Linked DNA regions of Rattus norvegicus: region 1 is linked to region 2. Evidence: chromatin contacts called from public Hi-C data. All regions are on one chromosome and are shown on one strand. The core of a region is the stretch at or near the end of the contact, and the rest is flanking DNA. Distances in the headings are between cores, read along the strand shown.

Region 1 (3,114 bases), core at 1-2,500, 180 kb after region 2:
AACCTGCTTCAAAAGTCGAGGTGGAGGGATGTCTTCTAAAGAAGGACACACACACACACACACACACACACACACACACACACTTTAAAATAAAGGGAAAAATTGAAAAGTAGTAGTAGTGAAAATTTAAAACTTCAAAACAAATTAATACAGATTAATACAGTGAGAGGCCTGGGAGGTTCACTATGAGCTAAAAAGCACCGTCTCTGGGCTGCCTTTCTAGTTCATCTCGGCAGCAGGAATGAATGGGTCTAGGACACCTGGTGAAGCACAGTTGCCTTTGTCCACGCCTTCCCTATGCCCAGTCGCCGTCCTCCTCTTAGTCCTTTGGCTAATCCCTAACAATTCTCCAAGAAGCCTGTAGTGGTTTGAATAATGCCAGGAAGTGGCACTATTAGGAGACATGGCTTGTTGGAGGAAGTGTGTCACTGTGGGCGTGGGCTTTCTTTTTTTTTCCTTTTCTTTTTTTCGGAGCTGGGGACCAAACCCAGGGCCTTGCGCTTGCTAGGCAAGCGCTCTACCACTGAGCTAAATCCCCAACCCTGGGCGTGGGCTTTGAGACCCTCCTAGCGCCTGGAAGCCAGTCTCTCCATGGTTGCCTTCCCATCAAGATGCAGAACTCTGCTCCTTCTCCAGCACCTTGTCTGCCTGGAAGCTCCCATGCTTCCTGCCATGATGATAATGAACTGAACCTCTGAACCTGTAAGCCAGTCCCCAGTTGAATGTTTTCCCTTATAAGAGTTGCCTTGGTCATGGTGTTTCTTTCAGCAATAGAAACCCTAAGACACTGCATTGCTACCCACACCCCCCTCCACCCAGCGAAGGTAACACATGTTTAACTCTGAACGTTCTTGTAGGCAGAGACCGCCACCGACTGCAGTTACATAAACAAGGCATGAAACAAGCATTCTGCGTGTGATGTTCCGCCCCATCCCCCAAGGAGCAGGGCTTCCAGGCTTATGTCACCAGACCTAGCTAATCCTGATAGTTTCAAATATTGTTCATAATCAGCTGGTGGACAGACCCTTTGCCCTCCCTACCTAGGTGGGACATGAGAAAGCTCTTCCGGTGCCTGCCTTTGGTATCTTTTGCTTCTCTCAGCTTCTGGCTGCAGTGATTGACAACAGCAGACAGGTGGGAAGAGCAACAATGTTCTTCTTACAGCCTTCTTGCAGGACTCTTAAGTACAGCTGTTGTGCTGGGCTAGGAAGTAGAGATTCCTTGGTCCCTTAACACTAGCTAAGGTTACAGCTCTTGGCCTGGGGTCTGGAATCTTGAAGACAGTTCTCTGGAACCCTGCTGGCAACCAGAGCCTGTGATCTGGCCTCTGGCTCCTTAGAGACTTCTCTGTTTCTCCAGCTTCAGTCCCCTGCCCTCTCTCTATTCCTGTCATCCCTTTTCCTGCCCTCCTGGACACTTTTGAACTGTTCAGTTGTTTCAGCCGATGAATAGCTGGCCATCTTGCTACTTTTGTAACTCAACCTGACGCCTGTGTCTGCCATCACTGCTACTCCACTCTTTGATGTTGAAGTGTAGCCCTTCCCAGTTGTTGGCTTCTGGGGAGTAATGTTGAGGGGGAGTTCTCAGGTTTTTTAATGGGTTGGTCACTGGGAGTCTGATTGTGATCAAATGAGAATATGGACAATACAAATTGAACTTGGCTCTCTCTCTCTCTCTCTCTCTCTCTCTCTCTCTCTCTCTGTGTGTGTGTGTGTGTGTGTCTGTGTCTGTGTCTGTGTCTGTGTGTGTGTCTGTGTCTGTGTCTGTGTCTGTGTCTGTGTCTGTGTCTGTGTTTGTGGGTGCCAGGGTGGACCTGGGAGGAATGGGGAGAAAGTAAGATTGGAGTGTGTAGTGGTTTGAATAGCTTTGGCCACCATAGACTTAGGTGTTTGAATATGCTTGGCCCTATTTAATAATAGTGCCCAATAGGGAGTGGCACTATTAGGAGGCATGGCCTTGTTGGAGTAGGTGTGGCCTCATTGGAGGAAATGTGTCACTGTGGGGGTGGGCCTTGAGACCCTCCCCCTAGCTGCCAAGAGACAGTCTTCTCCTGGTTCCCTTCTGAACAAGATATAGAACTCTCAGCAGCTTTTCCAGCACCATGTCGGCCTGGATGCTGCCATGCTTCCCCCACCTTGATGATGATGGACTGAACCTCTGAAACTGTAAGCCAGCCCCAATTAAATGTTGTCCTGTATAAGAGTACCTTAGTCATGGTGTCTCTTCATGCAATGGGGACCCTAACTAAGGCAGAGTGCATTGTATGAAAGTCTCAAATAATTAATATTATATGCTTTGCTGTGAAGATGACTGACATAGAACATTTTTTTCATATAGAGCAATTTCATGCTAAAATGACAGTGAAGCAGGATCAAGGCCTGAAGATATGAGACCCTGAATAGGGCGTTCTCCCTGACATTTCCTGTAATTTTCAAACAAGATTCTTTATCCTGAAGATGTCCTATGTCTTCCAACCTGTGTCCTAGGCTGCTAACTTGTTACATGTAGCCCTGTCAGGTGTTCCACAGAAACCCCCATGTCAATACCCTATCAACCCTTTGAGGAGAATGGCTTCAGACTCCCTTACCTGACTTTTGTGAGGACAATGAGCTTCCACTCATGCTTTCTCACTGTGTGTGATGGTTTGTAACTGCTTGACCCAGGGAGTGGCACTATTAGAGGGTGTGGCCCTGTTGGAGTAGGTGCGGCCTTGTTGGAGTAGGCGTGTCACTGTGGCTTTAAGACCCTTATCCTAGATATCCTAGATGCCTAGAAGCCAGTATTCTGCTAGCAGCCTTCAGGTGAAGATGTAGAACTCTTCACCTGTGTGTGTGTGTGTGTGTGTGTGTGTGTGTGTGTGTGTGTGTGTGTGTAGTGTGTGTGTGATGTGTGATGTGTGTGTATGTGTGTGTGTGGTGTGTGTGTGATGTGTGTGTATGTGTGTGTGTGTAGTGTATGTGTATGTGTGTGTGTGGTGTGTGTGTGTGTGGTGTATGTGTATGTGTGTGTGTGGTGTGTGTGTGTGGTGTATGTGTATGTGTGTGTGTGGTGTGTGTGTGGTGTATGTGTATGTGTGTGTGTGATGTGTGTGTATGTGATGTGTGTGTGGTGTGT
Region 2 (3,290 bases), core at 606-3,105:
AGCTGGGACCGAACCCAGGGCCTTGCGCTTCCTAGGTAAGCGCTCTACCACTGAGCTAAATCCCCAGCCCTGAACTTAGTTCTTATGCTGCCACTGTGATGTCTGCTCATTCAGCAACACTGTGCCTTTGGGTCAATTCTTTTTCCCACTTCCGATGGCCTTTTTTTGAGGCTCTAATTCCTTGTTCCCAATGTAGAGACTTGCACTATGGTCTCAGGTCTGTGCTTCTTGTCCACATGTAAGGAAACGTGAATCTAGGGGGTTGTTTTGTTTGGTTTTAAATAAAATAGGCATTCTGAAAGAATTTTATTTAGAATAAAACAGGCATTCACCACAATAGTTACTTTGGAAGCTTTATCAAGGGAAGCATTCCCCAATAATTATTGAAGGCACTGTGTCTGGATTTGCTTTATTTTCGAATTAATCTAAGTTTTGCTTCACTTACCAGTAAAACTCATATTGTCTGCAAGTTAAGCTAAATCCTAAAATCATTAAGGTCATCACAACAGCTAGCTACAAGCTTTGATGAGTCCACAAGGTGGCACTACATACCTGTGGGACACGTCTATAACCTGGTGCACTGTTGTTGAAATCAGAGCGAAAGAGCCTCTGGCTAACAAAGATTAGAAAATGAAGCTAATATGAAAGCCATCTTGTTCTTGTCTGGAGGGAAGGCTGCCATCCTAAGTACATTTGAAGCTCTAATTACATACTTAAAAACCCAAATGCCAAGCTTAACGCACCAGCTTCTCTCTTCCAAAGGCAGGTCTACATCTGCCCGCTGTCAGGAGCACTCCATCTCAGACACAGTCCCAGGGCAGGTGCACATCTCAAGTATGTTAGGGGGCTACACGTGTGCTAGGCACATTTGAACTAGGATTATATCTCAGTCCTATTAATACTCTTGTTGCACTGAGCTCAGGAGACAAGTCTTAAAGGCTCTTCACAAACACTGGGTGTGGCCTTCACACTCTTCCATCAGGTCACTGGCAGCCTGGGACTGTCCAGGGCTGTCTTACAAGCAGCTGTTAAGGTCCCCATCTCAGGACGTCTACAGGCAGAGAAACTGCAAGGGTCCTGTGACGTAGACACCTCTGATGCCCCTCCTCACGCCATTTTAGAGCTTACACTCTGCTTTTCAAACATTTACACTCAAGGCATGATCCACGCACCACACAGCACTCCAGAGATTGTGAGGACTGTGTTTCACAGGGATTATACCCATTTTACAGGTGAAACGCCCAAGGCATGACTGAGCTTCTGCTCTCTTGTGTGTTTCTTTCCAGAGGCAGTGGTCAGCCTGCTTCTGGGCTCGTTTTCTCAGAATTTGAAGGGAACATAAATATTGGAAGGTATCACAAAGCAGAATACTCACAGGTCCCGGGCTAGCTGGGAAGGAAGGTGGGGTGGACGGATAGCTAAGCGAACCCCACAGCAAGTCTGCAAATTCAGTGTCCTAAGCCACGGAAAGCACACGGTAGAGCACATGCGGCGTGAATGGGAACTCACAGCTCATCCGCAGTGTGTGGATAACACCTGTGTGCTGACCACTGGGCGCCCTTCGTCTCCCATTCATAACCACACACTTTTGAGATGAGACTCAGAAACTGTTTTATTGAACTGAACACAGAAAGTCCGTTACAGTATCATCAAGCCTTTATCAGAAATCAGTACATACATGAGAGTACACAGCCAAGATGAGCCAACATAAGTGGTCTAAGCTTAAATGACATTCGGACTTCTACACTTAATAGGCTGAGGGAGATAAAAACCGAAAGAACAACTTCAGTTTCACAATTCACAGTTGATTGGTTTGAATCCGGTGACGTCAGTCAGCTCTGTAGCCCCAGAACATAGAGACTGGCCCACTGCCCGATGGCCTGCTCAGATTCTCAATGGCCAAGTGACAAGTGGAGGGCGTGATATATGACACAGCCCCACTTTCGGGTTTGGACTGGCGTTTCTTAGCTGCGTCCCTTCCAGTGAAACAGCAAAAGCACATTTACAGGTCACCACACTGATCACATGAAGGGTTCCACACTCTCTCGGCTTCCTGCTTCATTTCTAACTTAAGACAATAGCTGTGTTAAAATGCACCCTTGATACTGAAAGCTAGGTCAGTGTTGCTTCCAGATCAAGAGCACATCCCAGGGAGGATATGTATGTCTCAGCAGACAGCTGGGATGCTCGACAGCAGAGCCTGGCATACCCAATAAGGCATTTCAAAGACGACACACAAAACCCATGCGGGGGGAGGGGGCGGGGGGGCGGGAAGACAGGTGAACAGAGTCAACATGAGACTTACAAAATGACACACTGGCTTACAGAACCTTTGGTGGGTGATCAGATAACCAGAAGAAGGCAGAACAACGACCGACCAGCCACTTCCAGGAGGGTTTGTTCCCAATAGGGCTTTGCCCTAAGACAATCAATATCGCTCTCCCTGACATATGGAGTCATTTCTTAAACAAAAAAAAGCATCAGGTAGAGAGTGCATGGGCGAGTCAGTGATGGGAACACCATTTGCAATAGTGAAACAATCAGGCAGACCCTGCATGAGTCGGTGTTCAACAGTGCAGTGAGATTTTAGCAATTGCTTTGGACGTAATTAAAACTACAATTTATTCATAGCTTGGCATGGTGGTACATGCCTGTAATCCCAGCACCAGGAGGTGGAGGCAGGAGGATCGGGGGAGTTCAAGGTCACCCTTGGCTGCGTGGTAGAATTGACTCACCTGAGCTACATGGAGCATCGCAAAACAACAAATGACCACGGGAAGAGAACTGTGAAATGTCTAAAACTAAAATTGTAATTGGTAGAAAATAAATACAGTCCTTCTAAGGGCACAAAGGAAGTGTTCAGTTACACTGGAAGCCTAAGGTTACAACCTAAGAGCACTCAGGGTTGGCCTGTGATTTGGTCCTACCCATCCGATCCATCCAACCTGAGCAAACCCCTTCAGTTCTGCAGAGCTGGCCACATAGGGTGGGCACAGGATGGAGGCAGACGGCAGTTTTCCCTGACATGACTGGGGGAAAGCTGGAGACTGCTCTAAGGCTTGCCCACCCCTCAGTGGACAGAACTGTTGTCTCCAAGTTTAATCCTGCTATGTACAGGCATAGGAGGCGAATGGTTATAGCGCCTGGGAGTTCACAGCAAGTCCTGTCCGGAACATAAGGTTTGTGGGCCAGGGAACCTGGTGCAGACTTGTTGGAAACTCTAAGCACACTCAAGAACAGAGACAAGGAAGACTGATATCCACAGGAGAGAACAGAGACTGTTTACTGGC

The links. Hi-C and Micro-C count contacts between places; a contact is called where the count stands out from the background.
Region 1: a Hi-C map of hepatocytes shows a contact between it and region 2, with 2.5 times the contacts expected there. The contact joins two enhancer-like sites. A contact is called at or near these places in 10 of 12 Hi-C or Micro-C datasets (the A7r5 cell line, Schwann cells, frontal cortex and 6 more).

The regions. Positions count from the first base shown.
Region 1 is chr2:117,211,386-117,214,499 of GRCr8, forward strand. No RefSeq gene overlaps it. Among named protein-coding and RNA genes, the nearest start is that of Zfp639, 10 kb to the right of the region's middle. Within about 2 kb of position 1,251, at least 2 of the 93 cell types and tissues checked have an H3K27ac peak or open chromatin away from gene starts, as enhancers often do.
Region 2 is chr2:117,032,931-117,036,220 of GRCr8, forward strand. It overlaps Zmat3 (zinc finger, matrin type 3), which reads right to left. Exons shown (of 6, transcript NM_022548.2): 6 at 1,587-3,290. Among named protein-coding and RNA genes, the nearest start is that of Zmat3, 31 kb to the right of the region's middle. Within about 2 kb of position 1,856, at least 4 of the 93 cell types and tissues checked have an H3K27ac peak or open chromatin away from gene starts, as enhancers often do.